Linked DNA regions of Rattus norvegicus: region 2 is linked to region 1. A link is a contact called in public Hi-C data. All regions are on one chromosome and are shown on one strand. The core of a region is the stretch at or near the end of the contact, and the rest is flanking DNA. Distances in the headings are between cores, read along the strand shown.

Region 1 (5,913 bases), core at 1,225-3,724:
TGTGGATTTTATTATCAAATTAAAAAAAAAAGAAAAGAAATTCAGATCTCATAAGTCGTCTTCACTTGAAGTTACAGCCCCTTAACTGGGCTGATTAAAAGCTTATTGATGTGGATCCAGGATTCTGGAGTTCACATGCTAAGAGAACAACTCGTTCTACTAAAATCTGTGTGTGAAAACGAGGCCCCGCAGAAGGAAAACGAGGGATAATAAGTGCACCTGTTGGGTATTCTGAAAAGAGCTCGAGTTTCCTGAATCCAGAGGTGGTCTTACAGACTTGTCCTGGGGAAACATTTGTCTCAGAGTACACTTTTTATAACACTGCACATTGCGTGCGGGTGATATGGACCTCAAGTGCGTCTTTCACTGACTATAAATTAGGGCACTTGGCCTTATTCAAAGGAGAGAAACAAGTCAGGGTTGGTGGTGTGCGCTTATAATTCTGATACTCAGGGAGTTGGGGGTAGGACAAGTCTGAGTTTCAGTCTAGCCTGGGGTACATAGAGATCTGCCTCAAAATAGTAATAGTACAAAATTAGATTTTCAAAAAAGTAAATAGTATGTGTCAAATTAAATAGGAAGTTAGAATAAGATTGAAGTGGCTTCTAGCAGATGAGGAGCAGAAATAGCATATGAATAAAATTTAATATATTTTTCAATTAAGACTCAAATAGTGTTTATACGCTTTCCTGGAGGGAGGGAGGGAGGGAGGGAGGGAGGGAAAGAGAATATTATATGTCTGTGACTGTGAGTTTGTGTGCACCATGTGTATGCAGGAGCCTGTTGAAGCCTGAGAGTGTATTAGATCCCCTGGAACTGGAGTCACAGATGGTTGTAAGCTGCCATGTGGGTGTTGGGAACTGAACCTGGGTCCTTTGCAAGAGCAGCCAGTGCTCTTAACAGATGATCCATCTCTCCAGACCCATAATTCCTGTTTCTTAAAGTCTTTCTTTTCTCAAACACAAAAACCTTATATGAACCTTGAATCTGAACATGTTATGCTTCCTCTGTGTGTCTATCTGTCCTCCTCTATCTGTTTCTGTCTGAATCACTGCTTTACGAACACCCATCATGTATCCACACACCAGCACACGTTATAGATTTAAGAGCAGCTGTCTTAGTAACCATAAAGCATGTCCAATAACTCTTCTAGGAGAATGAAGAGAGGGGTGCCAGCCATCTTAGCATAAGATGAAAATCATTAGCCTACTCGTTGGTTGAATTTAATGTAGTGATGATCATAACACAGACTGACTTCGATAGCAAGTGAAGTGTCAGAATGAGAAACGATCACATGCACTGGATTTCAATCGCAGTCTAACTGACAGGTTTTTTGCTGTGTTTATTCATAGCGAGGTGTAGACAAAATGCAAAAGGGCATCTGAAATCCAGGTTCAGATTCATTTACCTTTACTCTTAGTGTAAACGGTCATCCCATGTTTGCATACCCTCTGCTCTCTTTTCTAACTTGAAAAATATGCTTGGTCTGACGAACTCCAACAAACACTGAGAGGATTGAGTACCTCCTGATGCTTAGGCAGGCGTCTGTATCTCTTAAAACCATGAAGCTACAATCTCCATGAAGATCTCAGATTATGGTTTTTCTTTTAATGAGACAAGACCAGAGAAAAAGCTGTGCCCTGTTCTAAGTTACTGTCCTGCCCTAAGTCCTCCGTACTGTGGGACAGTTGCTCTTGCCCTGCCTCCACTTTGCAAATGCAGAGGTAAGGTGACTGTGCCTCCCGATTGTGCAGATAAACAGTGACCTCCAGAATGAATCATGAGGCACAGGCTGCTAAGTTATTCACACAAGCAAAAAAAAAAATTACCCCTTTTCATATGTGGAAGTACACAGGGAACACATAACAGAAAGCCAAGCCCATGAACTTACTGAACACACCATATACAATCTTTCACTTATGACTATAAAGTGAGTGCCCTAAGACTGGGTCATAGGGGACACTGACTTATCACCTAGTTCCTTGTGAGCCTTACCCAGGACAGTGGCCACAGTAATGGATTAATCCTTCCATCTCCCAGCTCCAGGTTGAGGGAAGTTTGTTCTGCCCTCCTCACATGACGTCCTATTTCAGGACAAGGGTTGAAAATAATCAGAGTCACTGTTGTCTTCACAAGACAAATCACCCTCCTAAAGTAGGGTAGTTATCCACCACAGTGAGGCTCACCCCTGAGTAGGACTAACCACCTTCAGGGAACCACACTGAGCCCCTCTAAGGATAAGGAGTTCTTCACCCCATCTTGCAGAACCAATGTTTTCATGAGGCTCATGTTGGTGCCTCAAAGATGGGTTTGGGGTTGCTGAACCCCTTTACAGGTTCCCTTCTCTAATGTAGCCACATTGACTAAATCTTTTTTTCCATTACTATTTTTGACTATTTGCTATGCTGGGGACAGCTGGCCAAGCCTGACTTATTGGAACTTCCAGAGGCAAGACTTTTGATCCACTTGGAGTTTGAACTTTGGTCACAGCCCTCTGGTCCCAAATATTTGAAGTGACCAGAACTACAAATATGTTGTACCCAGAGGCTCAAAATGTATATCAAGAGCTTTTAAATCTCTTGTCTATGTTCAGTTTATCTTCCCTGCCTTCTTGGAAACACTAATTCAGAGGTATCTGGACCCGCCAGTCCCGAGTCAATGATTCCTAATGGCCACAAAAGCCTTTTTACCTTTGTGTTTATGAGTTTAAACTGATGGGTGTGTTTCTGGGGGAGGGCTGGGGGGCAAGGTTTATACTTCTCAAATATCTGCATCTTGTAGATAAAATGCAGAAACAGAAAGAAATGGAAAATGACACGGATTGATCTGTAGATTTTGCAGAATAGGCTACAGTTTAAAATGGTCCTTTTGTTTTTGCTCCAGCTCTAGAAGAAGGAAATCTGACTTTGCTAGTAGAGACAGGTGACTTGTCTCTATGTCCCAAATAAGAAAGGTCTGTGCAGTTAGATTGTTCATAGTAATCTCACACCTAGGCTTGTTTCACTGAAAAGTCCTTAGCATATAAAAAACATTAGTATTCTAACATCTTGTTTCTTATGGAAGATAGGTGTTTAGGATCTCACACACACACAGACACACAGACACAAACACAGACACACACGCAGACACATACACAGAGACACACAGACATACAGAGAGACACACAGACACACAGAGAGACACACAGAGAGACACACAGAGACAGACACACACATAGACACGTAGACACAAACACAGACACACAGACACACAGACACACAGACACAGACACACACAGACACACACACAGACACACAGACACACATATACACATACACACAGACACACAGACACACATATACACATACACACAGACACAGACACACGCACAGACATACACAGAGACACACACACATAGACACACACAGACACACAGACACACACACACAGACGCATACACACACACACACACACACACACACACACACACACACACACACACACATACACACGACTACCATCCCAATTGAAGTGTCACCACGAGGCAAAACTACTTTTGATCAAAAGGGTGTGTGCTGCTCACAAAAGAGCAAGCACACAGGAAGTGAACTTGGATTTTATTTCTATCGAAGGTGGTGACTGTGTCTTTTTCCCATTCGGCTGGAATCTGACCTCATATTCTTTTGAGATTGGTCAGTTTTAAAAGAAATAGTGCAAAGAAAACGAAGGGGGAAGGGGCTAATCACTTTAATCCTAGAACAGAGCAGAGTCTATATAAACAAAGAGCAGAGCCTGTATAAACAAAGGGTTTTGCAGGGCTGGGGAGGTGGGGGGAGCATGAAACATTTGCATAAAAGTCTTATAAATTGGGGGAGAGAAAAACAAAAAGATTTGAATTCCTTGTTATGATGGTTTGAATGGTAAAGGCCCCAGATGCCATGTGTCTGAATGATTGGCTCCCAGGTTGGCGTCACTGTTTCTGATGGATCAGGAAGTGTGGCCACATTGGAGGAGGTATGTCACAGGAGGCAGGCTTTGAGGTTCCCAGAGATCTGGGCCATTCTCAGTTGGCTATCTCTCTCTACCTGGTGATTGGCTCTCAAGATATAAGTTCTCAGCTACCGCTCTACCACCACGCCTGCTTGCCTACTGCCATGTTCCTGGCCGTGGACACCAACCCTCTGAAACTTTTAGCCCCAAGTAAAGCTTTCTTTTAGAGATTGCCTTGGGCCTGGTACCTTATCACAGCAGTGGAATAGTAACCAAGACACTCGTGCCTTGTGTTTGAAACACACGTTTTGTAGTATTTGATAGAAAGGAACTCATGTTTAATGTTGAGAAGCCGTGGAGTTGTATTCTTTCAGAAGATGCAGAAGTCCTCATCTATGAAATAAATTGGCAGGAGGAAGACTGTGAGGGGAAAGGCACACAAAGTCACTAACATGCAAACATTAGCAAGACAGAGACAGAGGGTTGGAGGCACGAGGCCAGATGTTATGGGAAGGTGAAGGAAGGTGTCTCCTAACACTGATGAAGTCTCCAGTAGCCGCTCACAGAGTGCCTGGTAGTGGGTAATGACCTGTATTTGGACCAGATGTGATCTCTAATAATCCAGTGAGATGCTAGGCAGTTAGGGGGGCCTCAAGAGTAAGTCTTTGCTTATATCTGTTGTTGTTTCACTGATGTAAGTGTGGCAAGTTTCTTTTGCAAATGAGCAGTACTCTCTCTCTCTCTCATGTGCGTGTGTGTGTGTGTGTGTGTGTGTATGTGTGTGTGTGTGTGTGTGTGTGTCTGTGTCTGTGTGTGTCTGTGTCTGTGTGTGTGTTTGTGCCCATGTGTGTATAACCACAGGGCCTTTCACTGGTCTGGAATTGGCCAGCAAGCTAGGCTAGATGGTCAATGAGTCTTAGGGACCCACTTCTCTGTATTTCCTCAGAGCTGACTAACAAGGACTACATTTTGGGTGTTTTTTTTTTTTTGAAAAAAAAATGTGGGTTCTGGTAATTGAACTCAGGTGTTCATGTTTCCATAGCAAATTGCCAACTGAGCTGTCTTCCTCGTCTAAAGGCAGCTTTTCAAAAGTAGCCTTGTCTTCAGGTACTCAGAATAGCTATGGCAAAATAAGTGAAATAAACATATATTGAGGGGTCATATTCTTGGATCATACAACAATTTCTACAATTTCAAGTGCATATAGTGTGTGTATGTACCTGTGGGGGATTTAAGTTGGCCGACCCTCCATGCCACCCAATGTGGCAATGGACAAAGAATGTGAAGTGCGAGTGGATGCACATGACAGACTCTAAGGCCGTTCTTTGGCATGGCTGAGCCTATGTAGTTAGTCAAGGCACAACAAATCTCTCACTCACACGGCATATCATCATCTCTTGGCAAAGAAGCTGATAATATTCTGTGATTCTATATCAGATTTATTTGTTTTTATGATCTGCATCCCAAAGGTCTTTCTGCGTATTCAGGGCTGTGTCAATCCATCCACCAGTATTAAATTAGGCTATATGAATATGAAAAGTATTGGCATCAAATAGAGAGGGAATTGGTACACATAAGTCATACAGATATTATGAAGTTGTGGATTGAACGATGCTAGGGTAATCCCAGTGTGATATTTATCATTTGTCTGGGGTTTATTCTGAGAGCTGACATTCTTAATGGCAGAGATGTTTTATTGTGCAATTTCAGTACGATGTGGCAAGCTGTGCACTGATTATGGGATTTCAGATCAAGACTGCAGACCAAGATAGATCAAGCATGCAAACTCCTGGGATGATTTGCATATAGACGACTTGTAAATAAGAACAAATTTCAAATCTGTACTTTGCTGGGTTTTTTTCCCCCTATGGTTGAATTATTTCCCAGTAATATAAAAACTGCAGGCGATAGCTACATTGTAACGCAAAACACTGCAACTTAAAT
Region 2 (5,913 bases), core at 1,338-3,837, 100 kb before region 1:
CCATCCTGGAACTCACAGAGATCCTCTTGCCTCTGCCGGAGATCAAAGGTGTGCCTACCATCCCTGGCTTATACAGATATTTTTATCTGCCTATATAAAAGATTTTGAAGTTAGAGAAAGATACTCATTACAAAAAAAAAGGCACTATTATGTGTCTACATACATTAAAACTATAAACTCAAAATTGGAAATCCAGTATGTTTCATACAAAGAGCTATTAAAATTATAAGTCATTCAAGCTTTAGAAGGAAGGAGGGTCGGTTAAAAATAATGTAAGTATGATGCAGTTTTGTTTGTTTTCTGGACAACCTTGTCTTGGAAGCTAAACATTAAGTTTTTCAGAATTTTGATACAAGAGCAGAAAATATCTGAAGCTGGTTTGTGACTGAAGGGGTACTACAGCTAATTGAAGAAGTAGGAACAATGCACTGTAACGGAGTCCATGGTGGTTTCTTAGAGGCGGGTGGGCACTGGACAGGGGAACAGTATGTGTGAGGCATTGCTGCAATCTAGACATTAAAGATATGGAAAGAGCCTCCAGTAGTCTGATTGGATTATTTTTCCAGTTGTGTATATATGTGTATATCCCGGCACTCGTGTGTTCAAGTTCTTCATGAGCTGGGCCGTGCTGCTTGAGTCTCCTGAAGTGATGTTCTCAGGAAGAGCAGCAATCACTTCTAACTGCTGAGCCATCTCTTAAGCTCCTCAAGGAATTCTTTTAAAAAAATCCAATTAACAACACCCATTTCACAAGTCGGACCTAACAACAAAGATCCAATCAATCCCCTCTGAAGATTAATTCTGTAGAGAGGAAAGTTTATAGATTCTTCTGAGTTCTGTCTTCAGTGGTCTTTAACTGATGGCAGAAACACCTGATCCTCGTTTCTCACGACAATTGTAAGCTAAGTATTAAAAAAAAAAGTTAAAAATGTAGACTGGATCACAATTTCAAATACTTATGCCCTGTGAGTTATTTTCTAGTGCTCCAGACCAGACACACCTGTGCAGGGTGTATTTAGTGGTTCAGAGGTAGTGTGGCACAAGCCTTTATTCCCAGCACCAGAGGGCAGAGGGAGGCAGATCTCTGTGAGTTCAAGGCCAGCTAGGTCTACAGGGTTTCTATGCAGTCCTGAAATTTACAGAACCCGACTCAAAGAAACAAAAAAGAGAAAATTAAAAAAAGAAGTTAAAGAAGAGAATGAAGCTAATGTTGAAGAAATCCTAGAGGCAAGTGAGGTGGCGTGCACTGTGAAAGCAGAGGTGGGCAGATCTCGGAGTTACAGGAAAGCAAGGGATACACAGAGAAATCCTGTGCTAAAAACAAAACAAAAAAACCTCTCAAGAATGGTATTATGCCCAGCTTCTCAGCATGCACGGCCCCTGTCTTCTCTGATCCCTTCCCTGAGGTGATAGCAGTCTGTAATCTTTCCTTGCCCTACTGGTCTTTGATATTCCATTATTACTTGGCTTCATTGGCACAGAATGACGTTGTTTGGTTGCCTTTTGAATATAAAATTCCCACGTCCACATTACACTTTATTTGTCCCCAAATTCCTAGGACCAGGAAAAGTGGCAGTGTTAAATTCTGCCAACCGAACAGGAGTCTGTTTCCTGAAATATTGATACAAAGGCGGGATTTGCTTGGACGTCACAGGTCAAATTCCCAATGAATTGCATTCTAAGACACCGACGAACTCTGCCTGATCTCTTGTGACAGGCCTGGCAAGTTGGTGAGTCATGGGCCTAAGTTTCAGATATGGTTAGTCACTGTGTGCAATCACAGCACTTTGGTAACATTAAAAAACAAAAGCAGTAATTAGTGTATCCCAATCTGGTAGTTGTATCCAAGTTTTTTTCTTCTCCACCCTAAGAAGTCATTTAAAGGTTCTGTGAGTTGGTAGAGGCTGATTCTTCGGGGGTATTTTAGCCAAACCACCTTGTAGTCTAAATCTGTAGAGACAAACAGCTGAGAACACAGGCTTTCCTAATTCTGTAAGGTACATACAGCGAGCACAAAGCTTTCCTCTCCTCTCCTCTCCTTTAGACTTATACACAACTTCACGAGGTCTATCCTTTGCAAAAGGCGCGAACTTCCTCCTCGCCCGACCTAAGCTCTACGAATCAAAAGATGACTCCGCATTTAAAACTGTCCCAAGCCCCAGCGCGCGGGAGCCGGAAGCCGCGCCACGTGACGCGCCGTCCGTACGCAGCCATCCTCCGGAGAGCCCGTAGCCTCCACCGCTACTCCACTTCTCCGCTCCACCCGATGCCCTGCTAGGTAGCCACGAACTCTGGGTTCCCTAAATAAACCAGCCTCGTCCAGTGACGCCTCCTGGCCAACCCGCCAACGCGCCGGGACCACCGCCGCGAAACGCTTCCGCTAGGGCTCCCCCGCCCCCGACCACGTGATCACGCGAGACTTGGAAAAGGCGGCGGCGCGCCTTCTTTTACTCCAGCTCCGCGGCCCCGCCCACCCAGGGCCTGGCGACGCCCCGGCGCGCGTGCGCACGCGGTTCTCGCGGTGTCTCGCGCTCGGCCCCGCCCCCCGCTGCCCCCGCCCTTTCCGCCCCTCCCTCCCTCCGCCCTGTCTCTCGGCGGCAGCGACGGCGGCGGCTCGCGCAGCTTGTTGGCTCGCTATATAAAGGGGAGAAGCAGGCGGACCGGACGGCTGGAGCTGCAGCCGGTGGCGGCAGCGGTGGCGCGGGGAGCGGTGACCGGTGTTGGTTTCCCTCCTCGGCGCCGAGTGGGGGAGCGGGTGACGCCCCCTAACCCCCTAAGGGGTCGTGGCTTATTTTTTTTTCCCTTTTTTTTCCTTTAGGCGATTCTCGAGGTTTTTAGCTGCGGGAGGAGTGCCCCCCTCCTCCTGGTCTCCCGCCTCTTACTCCTTCTGGATCGGTTTTGTTGAGAAATTTTTGCCCCACTCTTGCGGGTGACTTGGGTCACCCTCCGGGTCTCAGTTTTTTTTTCTTTTTCTTTTTCTTTTTTTTTTTTTAATATCTCGTTCTCTCTTGTTTGTGTTGTGTGTGGAAATGGCGAACTCGGCAAACACAAACACCGTGGTAAGGACGTGGTGCGGTGGCCGGCGGGGGCTGCGAAAGGTTCCGGCGGCAGGCAACGGCCGGGGCGGGCGGGGGCGGGCCCGGGCGAGGCGGCGCTCCCGACCCGGTCCCCTCCGCCCTCCACCACCGCTGCCCGCCGCGGGCCTGGCCGGGCGGGGGGGCGCCGCGGGCTGGCGGGCGGAGGGCGGCGAGGCCGGGAGCGCCGCGGGGCGGGCCACGCAGGCCGTTGGGCCCTGGCTGCCGACCCCGGGGCGCAGGCAGGAGGGTGGCGGCCCCACGCGGGACCCGGACCCGGCCAGCCTCCCGAGCGTCCGCGGGTCGAGCCCCGCGTTTGGGGAGCCTCTTGGACGTCGCCAAGGCCGGGCGTGCCTTCGGGGGCTCTCTGGAGGTGGTGCTTTGGGAAGCCTCCGCTGGGGCCGATTTTACTAATCCTCCGAAAGGAAAAAAAAAAAAAGAGACAAAAAAGATGAAGGTTGGAAAGCACTTATCTCGGTTCCTCCCCAGTGGATAAAATGGCGAAGGGGAAGCAAAACCCCCGCGGTATCCTCGACTAGCAAAAGCACCAGAACAAACAAAGCCTACAGTGAGTGGCCCAAGAGTCCCCCGCTTTCGCCTTGATATTTGCCTACTTCCCGCTGCTCCCTTTTTTGGTTACTTGCGATCACGTAGGTTTGCAAAAAGCAGTCACATAAAAATAACCTTTTAAAAAGAGTCACCAACGCAATGTGATCACTAGGCCACCCCAACTCTTGATCCTTTTTTTTTTATTGTTACAATAAAACACATTTTTTTGTTTTGTTTTTTTGTTTGTTTTCTTGGGTTTTTTGCCCGGTCCCAAACGCCGCAGAACAGCCTGCGGCCGCCCGACACTGTACCGTTGGCGACTCGGGTCGATCCATCATGGCTGCGGCCGCTTACCCTGCTTTTCAGTGCCTGCGCCTTGTGGTCCTCCTCCCTTTGGCTGCCCTGTTTATATAGAGCCATTGCCGCTCTCTAATATAGACTCTGCCAGGATGGGAAGGTGCTTTTCAGGCCTACGTCACCGCCTCTCCATTTAAACACCAGATCCGGCTTTAAATAGTGAGAGCTGCAGAGCGCGGGGCTGGGAGGTGCGTGCTCCCGAGGCGAGAGGCGCCGGCGTGCGGAGTTCAGTTTATTTCTACGCTCCCTTCACGCCGAAATTTCGCTCCGGAGCCAGGAGGCTGTTGTCACGGACCCGAGTGTGTTTTTGCTGTGGCAGCTAGAGTGTACTGCCTTTGTTTGTAGTGGGAAGTAGGCCAGAATTGCAGCCTCGTTTTGTTCTTTTTTCCTTCCCTTTATACAGTTTAATTTTAAATCGTTTTAGATCAGATAGGATGATTTTCTTTTTCTTGGAAGAGATACTGTCAACATTCTCGGCTTTAAAAAAAATGGCGTTGTACGTTAAATGTTTCCCCAAAGAGGACTTGAGTTTGGTAGTGTTTTCTTAATACTCAAGGCATGAAGCTTTTCGCGGTGACTGAAGCTTCTGTGCTCACAATCCATTGATGTGTATGTAGAGTTAAGTGAAGAAAGAGGTACAGCCTAAACTGAATTTTAAGAATTAAAGATTAAGTAATGGTTTTAATTTTACCAGAAGCTAACATGGTCAAACCCACCCAGGTTACCAAATATTGTGCCAAAAAATTAGCAACCTCTAAAAGGAACCTTCCAATAATGCTACATGCAGTCTCCAATTTGCCAGTTTCAAAGTTTGGAAAATGTGTTTTAAAAGGACAGATTTATTAAATGACCTTGTATTCAATAAAGACAAAAGCCACTTCGAGTGAAGTTTAGCATTTTCCTTTTTCCTTCAGTAATAGTGCTTCTGAATTGGTTAAGTTATTGGCTAGTTGCTGAATGATTGAATAGTAGCAAGAGAACGAAATTTTGTGTCTCAGTGTTGGAATTTCTTTTATGGTGACTGATTTAAAAAATATTGAAACTTCTGGTCTGCTGGAAATTTATCCTACCAATTTAAAATTACATGACCAATGTAGAGTTTGGTGATATAGCTTGAAGGTACAGACCAGGACAGGGAAAAAACTGAGGTCATTTTTGTATGATCACATTTGGATAAGACTGCTGGGTATGACCAGAAGATGACTAGTGAACAAAGAGTTCCCCAAATATAAGAACTGGAAAGGCTGTGAGATGGGACGAGGGTTAAATCAAACATGGATAGTAGGAACCAGGCGTAACCATAAACTTATTAATTATGATGTTAGAAATTTTAGTCACAATCAAGGAAATTAGAACTGGAATTTGTGTATCCTGTCTGCATAAAGAACTTTGTTTTATGAACTACATTGCCCGGCCTTACACTTTTATAAAATATGTCACTGTAAAATTTAATTTAGTAAGGACAAAATATGTGTTTTGTTTTGTTTCGAAGACAGGTTCTCTGTGTAGAGGTCAGGCTGCCCTGGAACTCTGATATCCTCTTGTCTCTGCCTCAAGAGTGCTAAGCCTGACTTAGGATTGCAGTATCTTTAAAGTCGCAATTTAAAATAGATTTAGATAATTGACCCAGTGACTTGTATTTAAGGATTAGATATTTTATTAAGGATTTCTCAAAGCCTGTTAAAATTTTGAAATCAGTCTTTTATTGAATCTTATTTTTCCTTTAAAGCCTAAATTGTATAGATCTGTGATTGAAGATGTTATTAATGATGTCCGAGACATTTTTCTGGATGATGGAGTGGATGAACAGGTCCTGATGGAACTAAAAACTGTGAGTTTGTCTCTTTTTAAAAGAATATTTTAGTATTAATAACTTTTCTATGAAGATGTCGAATGATGAATGTTTGACTTTAAGGAGAGACAGTATATAGTG

The links. Hi-C and Micro-C count contacts between places; a contact is called where the count stands out from the background.
Region 2: a contact with region 1 is called in a Hi-C map of liver, with 5 times the contacts expected there. The contact joins the promoter of Gtf2a1 here to the enhancer-like site in region 1. A contact is called at or near these places in 2 of 12 Hi-C or Micro-C datasets (kidney and liver).

Annotation. Positions count from the first base shown.
Region 1 is chr6:116,147,197-116,153,109 of GRCr8, reverse strand. All of the region lies in intron 1 of Tshr (thyroid stimulating hormone receptor), which reads right to left. Among named protein-coding and RNA genes, the nearest start is that of Tshr, 78 kb to the right of the region's middle. Within about 2 kb of position 2,474, at least 2 of the 93 cell types and tissues checked have an H3K27ac peak or open chromatin away from gene starts, as enhancers often do. A contact at or near this core is called in liver, where this site is marked.
Region 2 is chr6:116,248,894-116,254,806 of GRCr8, reverse strand. Gtf2a1 (general transcription factor 2A subunit 1) reads left to right here and starts at 2,587. Exons shown (of 9, transcript NM_022208.2): 1 at 2,587-3,059; 2 at 5,710-5,811. The coding sequence starts at 3,030.